Linked DNA regions of Dromaius novaehollandiae: region 2 is linked to region 1. A link is a contact called in public Hi-C data. All regions are on one chromosome and are shown on one strand. The core of a region is the stretch at or near the end of the contact, and the rest is flanking DNA. Distances in the headings are between cores, read along the strand shown.

Region 1 (4,164 bases), core at 1,047-3,546:
TTGCTACTAGTTACAGCCACAAGAGTCTCGGCGAGACTAATAAAGTTGTAGTGGTGTAAGTAATGGCAGAGTTTTCCTCATCCTAGAAAACTCCTGTAGCTTCATATTGTGACCTTTTTCAAATCCTCTCCTCCAAGCTGGTCTCTTGAAATAGATATATTTCAAAATACATGGCATTTTAAAACCAAGAACTGTACATATGCTGTAATTACGCTTTATTTTGTCAAGGTCTGTGCTAGTCTTTAAAATGCTTGCAGTAGGCCTCAATCCAGGAAGGAAGGCAGCATCATTTTCCAAGGAAATAGTTTAATTTACTAAGTGTATGTGTTTATGACTCTGCATACACACAGTTGTCAAATATTCAACAATGAACCACCCTGGTATTTACCATGAAATATTCAGAGCAGAAGTAACATTATCACAGCTCCCACTGGAGCTCTCCGGGAGTGGGTACTATACTGGTCTCATGCACAGAATAAGACAAAAGGCAGCCCCATAGCGGACACTGGCCAAGAAACCGTGTCCTTGTAATTTTGCCAGGCTACCCCAACAAGCTTTCTCCCTCCCATAAACAATAAGGTGAAAAGGATTTATCTGTTTACCAACTGCAGTTAAAAATTCCTTTGAAACGTCTACGTCTACTCTCAGGAGGAAGAAAAAGCACCTTCACTTCTCTACGTGAGCCTTTCTCTTAATCTCCTCCTGCTATTTTTTATTTCTCAGGTCCCTTGAGGCTTTTTCTATATGCATCTTGCATGCTACTAAACTCATTGCAGCTCAAACACTAAGGCTTCCCATTTACCAGTAATATTGGTAATTCTCTTCCTTTAAGTACTAAAAACATTGTGTCCTTTGACATTTTGGTGATGCATTACCTGTTGTTTGGAATATAAATGTGAACCCAGAACTGATTTTGCAACAGACAGCAGATTAGCATTTTCTTGTAGAAGTATTTCAAGGTTTTAAGTTCCATTCCCAGCTTTTTCACAGGACTGGCAGAATTTGACATCATTATGCATCTTTGACTGAGGAGAGTACTTCAACATGAACATTACCTTGATTATTACAATGTCCAGCAAAGTCCTGTTTAACTGAAATTGCTTCTATTATTTGACCTTGAAGGTAACTGCTGATTCCATTAAGCAGCCTACAGTGAAAGGACTGCTTACTCTGAGCTAAGCTGTACAAACCTCACTAAGCAGACCCACTAAAACCAAAGAGTACTGGCATATTGGTTCACTTTGTACAAAGAGTGTATGTTAAGAAACAGGATATATGGATGTGAAAAATAGATAAATAAATAAACAACCTATTTACAGAAAAGAGGAACAGAAGATTTTCAGACTAACTTCAGATATCTCCTATAGGAAGCTACTCTCTCCCTGTGCATCCAGTGGATCAACACTAGCCCTTCTAGAGAAGAGACCTAACTCAGATATCCTGAACTACTCTCTGGAGAAGTTTGTCACTCTCCACTGATGGCATAAGTGTCCTATTTTAAATACTATTGAATTAGATGCAGTAAGTTAGGCAGTACCTTTTCTCCCCAAAGTCACACTCCACGTTTGTTTTGTTTTCTGGTTTTGGGGTTTTTTTTGTAAGTACAAAGAATGCAGATATGGCTATAGGGCTGATATTGTAACTATAGTCCAAGTTAACTTTTCTTATTAAAAACTGTAACTTAAGGAAGCAATAAACCAAGTCTTCCAATGCATCATGAGAAACTATGTTCTTTTGTATAAGTTAGATGCTGCTCTCCTTGAATACTTCATCCCCTAGACAGTTCACTGTATTAAAAAAGTGGTGAGTCAGGTTTGCAATGTGGCTTCAGCAATGTGCTTCTCCTAAATTAATGGGGAACCATTCTCCACAGTCACATATTTTCAAAGTGCTATATCAGTGAGAGTGCCACGACTTGAGGGGATAGTTAATAGACCTGATGTGTTTGAAAAAGTTAATCAAAAAGAAGTATGTTACTTCTTTTACAGTAGCATATTCAGTAGCATCAGTTGCTCTATAATCCCATATTGTCTGGCAGATGTGAGGCATGTAACTGCAAAGCAATGCTAATGGAAGATCTATTTTGCCCAGACATCAATTCAGCAGTACCTATAAGCACACAGTTCAAAAGCTTTCTGAATTTGGGTCTCAATTATAAATTAAATAGTGTTAGGGGTGGATGAAGGGGAGTTTGAAGAATTCCATTTAAACAGCTTCTGCAGGTAAGATAATTCAGGCTCACTTTTCCACAATGCAGCTGTACACAATTTCCAGTCAATAAGCTGAGCAAACGGCATCTGCTTGCAATAAAGCAACCGGCAACAGCTGCAGCAACTGATAAAGAAGCAGAAACATGCCCTAGCAGGGACTACCCTCTTCCACAGAAGCCTTGAGGGCCAAGCTTATGTAGGGGAGACCACACACATGCAAGGGAGGCAGCAAGTTCCCTGTGGCTCCAGGGCTCCTGCTCCTCCTAGCAACACGGGCTTGGCAGCGAGCACCCTGGGGAGACAAGATGCAAGAGGTGGTAGCAACCTCCACTCTCAGAGGAGTCAGATGCAGATGATGACATTACACAAGATGCCTTTCTTCAACTTGGCCTCACCCCCAGGCTTCTCTCCTGCCCCCTTATCAATGACCGCTCTTCCTTTCCTCTTTCTCTTATTTATTTGCTCTTATTTAATCTACTCATCACAGGACTCAACAAGCCCATAATTCCGTCATCATTAAATGAAAAACAAAAAGACCACCTAATGTGGCTCTAAACCCAGCTCTTCTTTCAGTTAGTTCACCATTCCCCCCATGTCCTCCTCAACTGTCTAGGTATAACCCCTCCAAGACAGGGCCTTTACTGTCTCACTGGATTTGGAACAAGAGGAATCCAAATATTTGTCAGCAGTGTTACACAGATGAGCAAGATACAAACCAAGTATGACTTTCTTGTGTCTCTCACCTTTGCCTGTCTTTTTAGAATCTTTAGGTAGTGAAACAGGTATATAGACAAACATAAAAAGATTTGGCCCAAGAGCTGAAGTATCAGTATCTTCTGGTACCTTGCACCACCAAGGGACTTAGCACTCAGAACTACAGTGAGACTGTTGTCTTCCTCTTGTGCCTATACAATGTGAGATACTGACTCTTTCATCACACTTTCTCAGCCAATTGTGCTTGCAGTTATGGGTCTTAATAGCAGTAAGGGTCCAGCTCAGCACTTGATTACCAAGCAAAAGTCACAGGAAAGCCAGGAGCAACAGGATCACCCCTGGGGATTTCAAAAACAGCACCCTTCATTAAGTTCTCCATGGCTGTAGTTTCTAGAGGAGAAAAATCATCTCTTTCAACATCATGGTGAAAAAAAAAAAAGTGAAAGGTGTAGACTTTGAAGTGGTGGGGAAATACCATCATTCACTCACAGACAGAAGTCTGGCATTCGTTACGTGTGACAGGGAGGCTGCGTGCTGCAATGCACATAAGGACACATTCCCTATAGAAAGCAGAGATAGGCACATGCTGCAATCTCACATGCCGTGCAGGTTACTTTTTACACAAGCTGGCTAGCTGACACTTATTCCTCCCCACTGCTGTGGGAAGCCATGAAGGTCTTCCTCCTCTTTTGGCCATTTTTCTTTCTGAGGCATCTCATTGCTAGCTGGAAGTTTATCCTACCTGCATGTGGACTGTCATCAAGCCTAGGTTTTTTCTGTTCTGGCTTTGATCTCCTATCCAATTTAAAGACTGAAGTCCTTGATCTAACTGTAACATTTTCTGTATCCCCTCTCTCTGATGGAACAATTAACCTCTCTGATTTTTACTAGGAATACTGAATTCGTTATTGACATCCTGTATCTGTTCCCTGCTCCTACTACTATTCCTTTGCTCACTTGTAGGTTTATGACAAATTCTGAAATGCAGGTAGGACTTCCTGAAATGCCAAGCCAGTTTTAAAAACCTAAGAGCTGGGCCAGCCGACACTAGCCAAGGAAAAGGACGTGTATTTAAATCGTCTAAAAAAAATCCTAGCTCCTATTAATTAATAACAGAATATTGATTGAGAAGATGATAAGCAGTAACATTAAAAGCAAAGGTTTAGCTTTATCATCACATTTCCTGATTAGTCAGAGTTTAATTTCTCCCCTTGGAGACTGCATTAGTGTTGTTTGCACT
Region 2 (4,228 bases), core at 332-2,831, 430 kb before region 1:
GATAGCCATATTCATTCCCTTCTATATCTGTCAGTCAGGAATGATTGTGGCATGTCTCAAACTGCACAGGTAGATTTGTTGAGCAAAACTTCAGCAGTGTTCAACAAACCTGTCCTGTTAGACTGCTATAGCACCACTCAGAGGGAGCCCTTACAGGATCCAAGATGTAATATTTCTAATGAAATGGACAGAGACTACAAATGGTATCTGTGGACTTTCTCTGTTTTTGCTGTCGTGCTACCCTCTTTTTCATTCTCTGTCACATATTAAATGTAGTATCTGGAAACAAGAGATTGACTCCAGAGCCCTAACTCAGCCTCAACTGAGCATCATATGCCACTCTGCGGAGTCCATGATTGCTCCCTGGGTGATACTGAGTATAGGGGCTGAGCTGAGCAGCTGGTGCTTTCCCTTTAACATCCTGCTGGAAGAACTCCTGCACATCAAGCCATTAGACCATCTAATAGGAGTAATAAAGCTGATATCAGGTACATTTATTTTAACTATACAATAAGGCGCAGCATCAAAACTGCAAAGTGCCAGCCAGATTCTCAGCAGTACATAATATGTCTTGCATTTTTACATTTACCAGCAAGGCATAAACATGTCACAGAAAATTCCCAGGATGCAGAAATATTCTTTGCTGAGCTGAATAAGGAAAGGCAGGCACTATTCTTTAAAAGCGAGCATGCACAATTAACAAGGAAAGTATTGCCAATAAAAAGGCGAAAGATGGCCAGTGAGTGTAATTAAATGGGATAGTTCAGGGTGTGGGTTCAGAAGGAAAATGACAACTACAAGTAACAAAAGCACTTTCAAGGTAACTGGTGTTTTTAGCTGCAGCTTCACAGAACATGGCTAAGTGCAAACGGAGGTTTAGAGAGGCCTGGTTGAAGTATATGGTGAGTTTATGTCAGATAAGAGTCGAGTGGGATCCCAGAAAGGTCATAGATTTGGTTTTCTATTGGGAAGGATCTCTGCTGTTATTTTTCATCAATGAATGCTAGGACCAGAAGGTGTTCAGGTGTCCAGGTTTCCAAACTGGGACCTAAAACATAGGCTGTCAAAGCTCCCACTGATTCATTGCATGAATATTTATGAGGACCTGGACCTAACTGATTTGGAAAAGGTCATAGGCAAGCAGTATAGACAGGCTGAGAATACAACATTTATTTTGGTGTGCAGTTCTTTCCATTGGTCCTCTTTACTCATGCACTGATCGGCTGGCAGACTGTCCACAGTCCTCCTAAGGTCCCTGTTCCTCCAGGAGCCAGTCTGCTTGCTCTGACATACCCATCTTCATGAAACTCCTGTGAGGCAGAGGAGTATGAACTGCCCCATCAGGAGCTGAGACACAAACTCACATGGTCCTACAGAAAGGCTGTGGCAAAACAAGCACTGGACTGTGTCCCGTGCTTGTGTTTAAAATCCTTTGCCTCCAAATTATTCATGGCATTCAGAAACACATGTCGTCTCTAGTCTCTACGTCACCTCTTTAATAAACAGCTCAAATTCAGAGGATTCAGCTCTAAAAGGTGTCCATATGGGAACATTCAATGAAATCCAAGAACTCTGCTGCAGACAGCTGTCAAATTTATAGAACAGCAGGCACAACTGCAAGCAATACAATTGCGAGCACCACAGACTCGGTATGGATAGTGTCTTTTACAATGTAAATGTCCTCGGTGCTTTGCATCAAGAAGCTGTAAATGTTTTACAACATTTTAATAGAGTGCACATAAAACTGCAATGATTTGAAAGAAAGAAACCATGACCGTATAGCCAGTGTTGAAGAGACAAAAGGCAGATTTGTGCCAGGCTCCCTTTTAAAATATAGATTGTGTGAGCTGATTGGGAAAATCGGGAAAATCCTTTAATTACAGAAACTAGGCCTGGAAGAGACCTCAAAGCCTCGTGTAGCCTAGTGCTCGTGTTCCAAAGCAGGACTGAAAAAGCTGACAAGTTTGTCTCACCTATTCTTTCAAACCTCCAGTGAGAGCGTCCTGGGACCTCATTAGGCAGAAAAAAAGTCTCTTCTTCTACGGAGAAGCTCAAAAGCTCAAGGTTAATCTGCGCTACAACAAGGGGAAACTTAAACATGTCAGGTACCTTCACCTTCCATCTTACATCCCCATGTCTGACTTTTGCTACCTCTAAGTTGGGCTTACAGCAGCCATACTGAGTATTCATCAGCTGAGGACTGTCTTCATTGGTAACCATATTTAGCCACAGGCTCACAGATGTTTTTAGTCAAGAAAACTGTATCAAGAAAATGGCTTTCTATCCCGAGAGCAATGTGTCTTCTTTGTAAAACTTAAAAACCACAAGATGAGTCTAAGTCAATTTTCATCCTTGGACCAAGCCTGTGGAGTTCCCTGGAGTGGGTCAGGATAGAGCAGGTCAGTCACAAGGGAAGGTGGGAGGAACCACAGAGCAGCAAAAGTAAAAGCGCACAGCTGCACTCACCGGCTCTCACAAGCACAGAGAAGGTTTGCTGTGCTACGTGTCAGCTATCTGATACCTACTGTGATGTATCCTAAAAAGAGTGCATGTGGTGGTTACAAGGGCAGATTGTAAGATAACTTGCATAGGATAGTCTTTGTTTTCTAATCTGACAAATTAATAATGATTATATGTGTCAGAAAATAAAGCTGCACTACAATTAACTACTTCTTTATTATACAGAGCGCCCTCCTTATTTATTTAAGTAATGAAGGGTAACAACTCTATCTAGTAAACATGCTGGGTTCTATCCTGGCTGTCAGGTCTAATCGACAGTCTGGTTCTTGCCCTGCCTCGAGGGTAGTGCAGCTGTACTCCATCCTGCGCAGGATGGATTGCAAGTTTTGCTCTAGCCTTGCTGGATATGGACGAGTCTAATATAGGAGCCCTGGTAGTGATTTCACAAACTATGCTTGTTTTGCTCCTTACAGGAGTTTCGGTGGGGGGAGGGGAATAACCCCCAAGCGGTGGGGGGAGGGGAATAACCCCCAAGGAGTTATCCCCAGACCAGGGATAACCTTCAAAGTCTGTACTACAGACTCCTTTACTATGGGCTTCTTTATAAAGCATTTTCCTAAGTGCTTTGCTTGTAAAACTTCAGTAATAAAAATAAAAATAAAATAATAATAATAATAATAATAAAAAATAGTGGTCACTGTACTTGGTCAGTCCACCTAAAGCAGTTTCCTGTCATTGTGAGTGGCCAGAAGAGGGTTTTAGGGAAAAGCTGGGGCATACCAGTGTGGGGGCCTACTGATATTCCAGTGCTACCTCCCAGAACAGCTTTATCATCTTCCAACAGCAGAACAAAAATTTTTTGAGACAGCAGTCACGTCTTTATATTCAGCAGTCCTCAATGGATTTCTCTTCCATAAACTTGTCCTGTTCTCCTCTGAACCTTCATAATTTGTTAGTCAGCTCTTGAATCCATGTGAGATACCCACAACAACCTGTGGTGTGGAGTATTGCAGCTCAGCTATGCAGCTCATGAAGAACCACCTCTTTTTTATGCTTTGAACTTGCCCTTTGCTAGCTTTGGTTGATGCTCACTAATCCTTGTCTGGGAAGAGGCAGAGAATAATAATTACCTATGTACCCACTTTTGGCTACTCATGATTTTATAGACCTATGTCATATAACCCCTCAGTAGTCTCTGAGGTCTCCTAATCTGCTTAATTGTTCTTTGCAGAGAAGCTATTCTATACCTTTATCATCCTTGTTGCCTTTCTCTGAACTTTTTCCAGTCTTATTATATCCCATTTGAGACAAAGGGAGCAGAACTGCACACCGAGATGTGGGATTTATATAGAGGCATACTCAGGTACTCTGTTTTGTCCATTATCTCTTTCCTATTAACTCCTAATTTTAGATTTGTTTTTTTCCAAGTGTACTGAGCATTGAGCCAATTCTTACAAAGAAGCTATCCATTCTATCCCAAGATGTCCCTGAGTGATAAAGTTGGCTCTCCTCATCATTTCATACAGAAAGCTCAGGACTGTTTTTTTGTTTGTTTGTTTGTTTTTACCCTTGTGTATCATTTATCCAACTGAGTTTCATCTGTCATTTTATTGCCAGGTGAATTACTTTTGCAGTTCTTCAGAATTGGACTTTGTTTTCATTATCTTAAGTTTATTTGCCCTTCTTTGCCTGATGATTGATGAATATGTTGAGCAGGATGGGCCATAGCACATCTTCTTGTAGATCTCTGTTGGTCACCTCCCTCCAC

Evidence for each region. Hi-C and Micro-C count contacts between places; a contact is called where the count stands out from the background.
Region 2: a Hi-C map of liver shows a contact between it and region 1, with 11 times the contacts expected there. The contact joins two enhancer-like sites. A contact is called at or near these places in 3 of 4 Hi-C or Micro-C datasets (brain, liver and ovary).

The regions. Positions count from the first base shown.
Region 1 is chr2:158,158,758-158,162,921 of bDroNov1.hap1, reverse strand. No RefSeq gene overlaps it. Among named protein-coding and RNA genes, the nearest start is that of TRIB1, 77 kb to the right of the region's middle. Within about 2 kb of position 2,296, at least 2 of the 2 cell types and tissues checked have open chromatin away from gene starts, as enhancers often do.
Region 2 is chr2:158,586,989-158,591,216 of bDroNov1.hap1, reverse strand. All of the region lies in intron 1 of LOC112989172 (a long non-coding RNA gene), which reads right to left. Among named protein-coding and RNA genes, the nearest start is that of LRATD2, 57 kb to the right of the region's middle. Within about 2 kb of position 1,581, at least 1 of the 2 cell types and tissues checked has open chromatin away from gene starts, as enhancers often do.